Linked DNA regions of Zea mays: region 2 is linked to region 1. A link is a contact called in public Hi-C data. All regions are on one chromosome and are shown on one strand. Each heading gives the region's core, a stretch centred on a gene start, on an enhancer-like site or on the middle of the called end of the contact. The rest is flanking DNA. Distances are from core to core; before and after follow the strand shown.

Region 1 (4,314 bases), core at 1,103-3,602:
AAACGGAAACAAACCCGAAATGTCAAGATCAAAGATAAACAAGCAGAGAAAACTACAAAATGTAACGATAGAACATGCATACCCAATGACTTGTTGGTGTAAATAAATGGTGAGATAAAGTTATATATATAACTCCCATTACAATGATTTTTTGAGAACCCCAGTACAGTGATTTGAGAGGGCATGCATCTCAAGGTTATATATATCCACTCATGCGTTCCCATCCGCCCGGCTGCCCCCCAGCCGACGTTCCTTGAGTTTGGATTGGATGGTCAGACCACGAGGAGAAAACGAGGCCTTCGTCGTCTTAGCGCGCGGGGGCGTAGGACGGCGGCAGCGGCAGCCCCACGACCTTGCCGCAGCGGAGGGCGTTGTCGGGCATGTTGTACTCGTCGCGCAGTGATCGCGCCGGCGAGACGACGCTGATGTAGAACTGCTCCCCGAGGTAGTACCGCTCCCAGATGTTGGAATGCACGCTCCACATGCCCGCGTTGTCGAACGTCAGCATGATTGCCGTCCATGACCGCGGGTACACCTGGATCGTGTGCCGGCTCACCGTGTCCAGCAGGTTGTACGTCTTCCTCACCTCCGGCGACCACTTCCCGGGGCCCATCCTACAGATAGATAGACAGCATGCATGGCTCATATATATTTGCTCAAAAAATAAAAAGAAAAATCGACGATGAGCACGTGCGTACCCGACGCCGAAGAAGGCGTAGCCATCGACGTGGAGGGAGTCTATGCTCTTCTCGGGGTTCTCGAAGACGATCTCGATGAAGGTGCGGAACTCGGCGGTGATGACATTGGGGATGACATGGAGGGGCCCGTTCACGGCAGGGGGCACGTCGCCCATCTGGTTGTAGCTGAATACCCCGTCGGTGGCGTTGAAGTACTCGGCGAGCTTCACGGGGGTCTCGGGGTCCCTGTGAGAGATGCCGTTGAAGCCGTAGCGGAGCTTGCCGTCGATGTGGCCACGGGAGACCATGACCTTGATGGTGCGGGTGATGTTGATCTGGCCGTAGTGGTAGGAGCCCTGCGGGTTGGGCCGCGCGGCGCTGGCCGTCAGGTTCCAGCGGAACGACCTGGCCTGGTTGATGGACCAGGCCCAGCCGGCCGGTGGCTCGGTCATGTTCGGCGACGGCGGGGCGCTGGAGCCGGCGTAGCGGATGACGGCGGACGCGGACTTGGCGTCGTGGATGAACCGCGTGGAGGCCACCATGTAGTAGTCGCCGGGCTTCTGGTCGGCGTCGACGAGCACGGAGAGGCAGTGGCCGACGTGGACGTCGAGCGAGTCGTACGTGTTCTGCAGGGTGTGGGAGCCCTCCAGCTCGACCAGCTTCATGTAGTGGCCCTGGATGCGGAAGTTGAGCGACGCCTTGATCCCGGTGTTGCAGACGCGGAGGCGGTACGTCTTGCCGGCCTCGAAGGTGAAGGCAGGCGCGGCCTCCAGGTCCTTGCCGCCCTTGCCGTTGATGAGCACGCCCGCGGGGCGGCCCACGCCCTTGCCGGCGTCGATCTGGCGGGCTAGCACCTCGTGGTCCTTGGTGTACCAGTCTCCGATGAGCACCACGTGGTCGTTCTCCGGCGGGGGCTGGTCGAACGGGACCGGGATGAGGAGGCGGCTGACCACGCTGATGGCCCCGTAGCCGCCCGCCGCCCGCTGCATGCCGATGGACGGGAAGTAGAAGAAGCTGCCGATCTGGTCCTTGGGCTGCCACTTGTACGTGAAGTTGGTGTTAGGCAGGATCGGACACTGCGTGCCTGGCATCCCGTCCATCCACGAGTTCTTCCTGTGCTGCATCCCGTTCCTGCGTGCAGTAATGCCAAGTCAGCCCGTTGGTATCGAAATGAAATGCATGCATGTATGTATGCATCGCAGAGGTGCAGTGCAGGCTAGTGGCGGCGCACGGACCAGGTGAAAAGGAGCGGATGGTCGAGCTGGTTGAAGACGTTGACGACGATGTTGTTGTTGGAGGAGCAGTTGATCCTGGGGCCGGGGAACTCGCCGTTGATGAGGATGACCTTCTGGGGCACGCCCAGCAGGGACTTGGTCCCGTACGTCACCTTCCACTCGAAGAACAGGTACGGGTCCTCGGCCCGCGCCAGGGTCGCCAACGCCGACAGGACCAGCAGCACGCCGGTGGCGGCGGCGGCAACACGCGTCGTCGTCGCCATGTCTCTCGTTGCTCTGCTCCACCCGAGTACGTATCTACCAATCGATCAGCCTCTCATAAAGGATGTAATGAGGAGTTGTTGCGGTGAGATAGAACTATTCTACTACGAGGAGGCCATGGAAGACGTCCCGGGTGGTGATAGGTGGAGGCCGAAGGGGTAACCGGGAAGGCTTCGAATTGACGAGGGGACGCCGAGGCGGGGCTTTATAGCGCCAACGGGCGGTGCTCGTTTAGGACGACGCATGCTGGGTGCTGGCCATGGCCCGAAGTGGAAGGTCGCGCGCGCGGGGCGGGCGGATTGTTCGCGCGTCCGCCCGTTCGGGCGACCGCGTCCTCTCCTGACCCTCTGAAAATTAATTAACAGATCTGTATTTGGCATTCAAAAACCACCTCACCTGCTGTGAAGTAGACCGAGTCCCAGAATTCACATGGGCTAAAAAAAACCTGTAATAAAATTTAGTAAGCCCATAAAAAACCAGTACTATATAAAATTTAAATTCCATGCTAATATATGATACAAATTCAAAAAGAAAACTATATGAATAAAAGAAGCAAACATATTGTTAGTTTTTTGCTGACCGGATCCAAATTATATGTACCTTTTCGAATATTGATTTGTCGATCTACTCGAAGTGTAGGGCCATCGGGGAAGGAGGCGGGGTCAGGCAACCTTTCCGGCAGAGAATCAATGCTCGCTTGTTTGCTAAACTCGTCATCTGTCGGAGATGAGGCGTCGGGAAGGGGTCAGGATCGAAGGGGTCAGGGTCGGACGACAACGCACGTCGAGAAGGTGACAACGACGGGCAGCGCCAGGAACGGGGCATCGGAGCAGATTGGTTCAAGTGGTGTTGGAAATAATGGGATCACACAAATAGATGTAAGAACTGGACTGAAAAGGAGGACAAGAATTAGGAGATTTGAACTGATCTGAATAAGAGACCTAGGATAAAACTGATTTGATCTACATAAAACTTTTATTTTTTCTGTACTTAACAATAAATGAACATTAGATATAAGAGGGGGGCCACGGACCCCCTTGCCTCCCATGTGAATCGGCCACTGCCTTTGCCAATCATTCATGAACCCAAAATATAGCAATTTGAACTGGGAAATCACTGGTCATATAAGGAAAATGGAGTTTCCAAACTAGTCCATAAGTTTGAAACGGTGAGAGAAAATCTGACTTCTAAATAAGAACAGAACAACTTATCTTGGAAAATTTCGAGGAATGTACAGTTTGCGTCATGATAGATCGGAAGTAGCATGGTAAAAATTAAGCTCGAGAAACCAAAAAATATAAACGTGAAATATAATACAAATCTATACAATGTATCTCACAAGCTATACAAGTCTGAAACTGGAAGGTCTACTTAGGCTTGACCTCGAAGTACGGCATGTAGTCCGACGCGTTGTCCCCGTACGAGCCTCTCGTGATCTCGACGTCGCTGTACGGGTGCGACCTCGCTCCGCCGCCGGCGCCGTCGAAGTCGTTGGCGGAGGAGCCGGCGGAGCTGGTGGCCCCGTCGGGCCCGGAGACCTCGTTCTGCAGCATGGCCTCGATGTCCTTCACCACCTCGCCCATGGCCGGCCGCGCCGCCGCCGACTCGTCCACGCACAGCATCGCCAGCTGCACGAACCGCCTGAACCCGGCGGTGCGCGCGTTGTCCCGGATCGCCGGGTCCAGGAGGCCCCGCAGCCCGTAGTGGTCGCGGTCGTTGGGGTCGATGGCCAGCTTGACCTCGCGCACGATGTACTTGCCGCTCTCGATCGGCTGCCGCCCGCTCACCAGCTCCAGCATCACCACCCCGAAGCTGTACACGTCGCTCTTCTCCGACAGCTGCTGCGTCATGTAGTACTCCGGATCCAAGTAACCCTGCATAAATACACCACATGCTTAGTTAAGTTTATATTTGATGATAATTTTGATCGTTCAGGTTCCTGCTAGTAGTATGGTGTTGTGTTTCCGTTGTGATGACTCACCAGCGTTCCTTTCACTTGCGTGGAGACGTGGCCCTTCTGGGTGTCCGCGACGAGCTTGGAGAGGCCGAAGTCGGCGACCTTGGCTTTGAGGTGGTCGTCGAGGAGGATATTGGTGGACTTGACGTCCCGGTGGATGATAGGCGGATCGGCGAGCTCGTGA
Region 2 (4,314 bases), core at 966-3,465, 170 kb after region 1:
TCAGGCCCAAACGAACGGGAATAGTGATACCTACCAAATTCCAATCCGCAATCCGACGGAAACGAACGGGCCCTTAATAGAAGTGTTGTTCACACGGCCAGCCCGGATCGAAGCCGGCTGCCAATACGCCGTCGCTGTCCCCGCCGGCCCACCGCTCCACCGGCCGCGCATTGCGCCGGTTGTTTCGCCGTCGGAACCGGCCGGTTCCCAGCCCGGATCATCAGTCGAGGCCCTCAGTTCTTCGATTCGCCACTGTGGGCCTGTGGCTGACCGGCCGTCGTGATATCAGTACATGCACGCCTCTTTCCATTCGCAAATCACAAGAGAGACAAGCAACATGCGCGCTCGGGGGCGGCGGCGGCGGCGGCATCGACGAGATGTCGAGGTCGAGAGACCCGCAAAAACACGGGGGGCCGGGGCATGCAAGTGCGGGACCCTGCATGGTCAAGATCCTAAGTACAAAAATAAGTCACTAAGCTCTGACTTGGGAGGCCAGTAGTGGCCAGGCCATGATAGTTGTTTATCGGAGTGAGCCACTACTCCGCAGAGCTAGCGAAGTCAAATGTTGTTGATGGGCAACAAGAGTTCTGAAACGCTTTCCGCTTCCTGAAAATGCATGCAGAGGTCTCTGTCTGTGCGATCGAGTGCCGCGCAGGTCACCGTGCACTACTGTACTTTATATGCCATTTGACAATCGCTAAAAGCTTCCCAAAACGTACAGGAAGCACCACTACTGCGTGAGCTTGGGTGAGACGATAGATGGGCAAAATATCTAGGCGCGCGCCGCAGCCAAACTGGAGCTTGGGAATTGTTGATGCAGTGAGTGCCGGTAGTGCACGTGCCCAATTAGGGTTGATGAGTTTTAAAACACACCAATTTTCCGCCTAAAATTCCCGTGCTACAATAATGCAGTGAGTGCCGGTAGTGCATGTGCCGTTGATGAGTTTTAAAAGTGTCGAGCGATTCACCCATATAACCACCTAAAACATTATCTAATAGACATCGGTGAACTTTCATAGCATTTTTCGTGTAAAATTCGCGTGCTACATGACTTATGGGAATCGAACCCCGACCTCATCCTCGCGTGTAGCCATCTCCACCACTCCGCATATCACTTACTTCATGTCTATATTGCATTTTTGTTTTGTGTAGCCCAGAACCTCATCCTCGCGTGAAGTTCTACAAGTTTTTTTTGGATACTTTTTTCCGTCCGAGATCGTTTGCAAAATTTGCATCTCAAATTTGACAAATCTAGATGCAATTTTTGAGAGCCGAAATGATTTTTTTTTAAAAGTAGTGAACTATAAAGTTTCATAACTTTTAGAGATCTACAACTTTTTATGTTGGTGTTTTTTTTTCGTACAAGGTCATTTGAAAAACTAAAAAAATCAGAAAAAATAGTTTTTAATGACGGTTTTCTAAGGAAGATGTCTATAGAAATCGATTTGTACATACGGTTTCTTAAGAAAACCGAACGTATAAATCATGGATTTCTAATGATAGGTTACTTAATAAACCGCCACTAGAAATACTACTGACACGCTTGATAACCGAAACCTCTATTAAAAACTAAATTGCGCCACAGGTTTAGAACTCTTTTCTACCGGTGTTAAATAGTAAACAAGCCGACACGAGTGAACCAACATTTGTGTACCCTGTCCCAAACATAACTCTAGATATCGAATCTGTCTCTACACGATCAATAAGGAAAAGGACACTACCGTCTACCTCGCCGTCCCTAAGTTGACTATCGTCGTCCTAACGGTGTCGTACTCATTCAATTCAACACCAAAGGTATAACCTACGAGTTATCGTGCATCTAGCGGGTAGGGTTTACAGAGTTGTATTAAAAATTTAACGAGAACGGCTGCTTGTTAATTATATATTGAAAAGAAAGCGAGCCAAGACGACAAGCAATTATTTGTAGCCTGGGAAAAAAACATTATTCGCTGTGTCATAAGACACACACTAGCAATTACGCTGTGCAATAGTGTGAGGAGGTGCTGCAGATCTGTCGTATAGTAGGTTGAACCAGAGTGGCACTGGCATAGTCCCGCTCCTACTAGCTGTCCAAATTTTATATTTCACCTTTCTGGGGGAAAAAGCCGGTAACATTTATTTAGATTTAGACATTTTAGTTGACGTTCAGCAGCCAGACGGACGCCAGTGAGGAACGCCGTTGTTTAAAGCCAGCGGCACGGCAGCAGCACCCGGCGTCATCCAGCAGCCCCATTGCAGTTTCGAGTTCCTGGCTGGTGGCGTGGCACCTCGTTCCCTCCGATCGAGTCCGCGACTAAGATACACCCCGACTCGCTAGCGAGCAGGCAGGCAGAATGGAGCGCCACGCCGAGAAGCCGCTCCTCGTGCTGCCCTCCTGCCTCCTCTTCCTTGTCCTCCTCCTCGCCCCGCTCGTCTCCGCCGTCCCCACGCCAAGTGAGCCTCGGCCATGCATGGCCTCCGCTAACTCCCACCCTCCCCCGCTGTTTCCTCTCTTGGTCTCGGCTGCTGATTTTGCCTGTGCGATCGCAGGAAGCCTGCGCCTGGGGAGCCACCAGCAGCACCCGCCGCCGGCTCTGAAGCTCAGTTACTCTCAGGTACTGGCAATTGGCTGTTTCCGTCAGGTCTCTCCCGCCTGCTGCCGTGTTTCTCCCTCTTGATTTGGCACAACTGTTAGCGAATATACGTACAGAGGTTAATCAATCAATTAACTAATTAATTCAGCGATGGTGGATGGATTCATATGCTTGTCATCTACTAGCTGCTGCTGCTGTAGTCCTGATGACAGACGACTTTGTCTTGGGTTGGGACACACACAGGACACGACGGCGATCGCGGCGGCGATGATGAAAAACACGGGCAGGCCGACGGCGAGGGTGGACGTGGAGGTGAACGACTACCAGCCGTCCGGCCCCAACAACCGCCACGACCCACCCAAGGGTCCCGGAAGACCTTGAACGGGGGCCGGCTCAGCTGGACGACGACCCGGCCAATCAATAATCCAACTCCGTCGTCGTCGTCGTCACACCGGTAGTACAAAGTGCGTCGCTTGTGCTAGCTCCTCTACTCTAGTTCTAGTAGAAATTAAGGTCGTCGAAACAAAGTCACCTAGCTGCGTTTGTATATATATACACCGGCCGCGCGTGTGTATGGCTGTGTCCTGTGTGCAAGGCACATCGGTCATCGGTGCAGTGGGTTGTGTTGTTCTTAGGCTGGTTAATTGGTTGCTGTTCGTCGGAAAGAACTCCACTGCATGCAGATCGATTTGCATCTCCTGCAGCAGGTGCCGGTACAGTGTACCAGCAGATTGAGATTGTCCAGCTTGTTAGTTCTATGCTCCCGATCTTGATATACTTCTATATATCATACTAGTATATCCATCAGCAAAAGCAGCATCATTGCTCCCTCGACCGCCTCACAGATTCACAGGTCACAAGCTCTCATCTATCTGTTGTTTCCGTCACGGCCGCCGCCGCCGCCCGTGACACGTAAGCGTCGCGTTCGCCACTGCTAAGGCAGCGAGGAGAGGCCGACGAGGCAGCAACGACGTCAAGCCAGATGCGAATTCTCCGTGATCGGTGGTGACTCGTGAACGACCTCCTTTTTCTCCTCGCGGGGCTAGCTAGAAAAGAGACCCGACCGCCCGCACGTACGTCGTGGCCGCCGCTCTGTTCCACTCGTGTCCCCCGACACGGCCCCCCGACGCGATGTGAGGTGAGGGGAGGCGTGGCGTCTGGCGAGATGCGAGCTCTGACTTGGGAGGAGGGAGAGCGACGCCTCGCGTCGCGTCCCCCCGTGTGTGTCGTTTCCTCCCGCGTCCTGTCCGATCGCTGGGGTCCTCCGCGCACCGCCCCTGTGGCCTGTGGGCCGGCAGCCGGAGAAAAGGAGGGACCGGTGACGGAGCCACAGGAGCTTTGACACGATGACACAAGCGTCGCTCCTGGTTTTGACTTGAGGCTCCCGTGATCGCGAGCTCTACACATGATGCGCCGGTCCACCAGCTCGAGAGCGGCGGGAGGCGAAAACGACGCGTTGGAGAGCTGACATGTGGAGGGAGGGGATGGCTGCTGCATGCAACGACCACTCGCTTCTGCCTGCCTTGGCCCATCTTCCAACTTGGAGATTCGATGGGATCCTATGCTAGAGAGTACCCCTTCCGTTAAAAATTACAAAAAAAAGTTTTCTTTTGATTTTATTATATACCTAGATATATACTGTATCTATATATATATATATATATTAAAAAATAACTATCCTATGATTAAAATATCCATTTTAATTGCTCCATCTTTAAAACATGTTTCAATAACTATGCCA

Evidence for each region. A called contact is a pair of places that touch in the nucleus more often than the background predicts.
Region 2: a contact with region 1 is called in a Hi-C map of ear, with 2.8 times the contacts expected there. The contact joins the promoter of LOC100278231 here to the promoter of LOC100285598 in region 1. A contact is called at or near these places in 4 of 25 Hi-C or Micro-C datasets (bundle sheath, ear, leaf and 1 more).

The regions. Positions count from the first base shown.
Region 1 is chr6:166,456,211-166,460,524 of Zm-B73-REFERENCE-NAM-5.0, forward strand. It overlaps LOC100285598, which reads right to left and starts at 2,353. Exons shown (of 3, transcript NM_001158489.2): 1 at 1,913-2,353; 2 at 699-1,808; 3 at 1-614. The coding sequence starts at 2,175. The coding sequence ends at 308. It overlaps LOC103630517 (probable leucine-rich repeat receptor-like protein kinase At5g49770), which reads right to left. Exons shown (of 19, transcript XM_008651580.3): 18 at 4,155-4,314; 19 at 3,343-4,047. The coding sequence ends at 3,541.
Region 2 is chr6:166,627,779-166,632,092 of Zm-B73-REFERENCE-NAM-5.0, forward strand. It overlaps LOC100278231, which reads left to right and starts at 2,216. Exons shown (of 3, transcript NM_001165464.2): 1 at 2,216-2,433; 2 at 2,530-2,594; 3 at 2,817-3,329. The coding sequence starts at 2,334. The coding sequence ends at 2,954. It overlaps LOC103630520 (a long non-coding RNA gene), which reads right to left and starts at 611. Exons shown (of 3, transcript XR_555102.4): 1 at 35-611.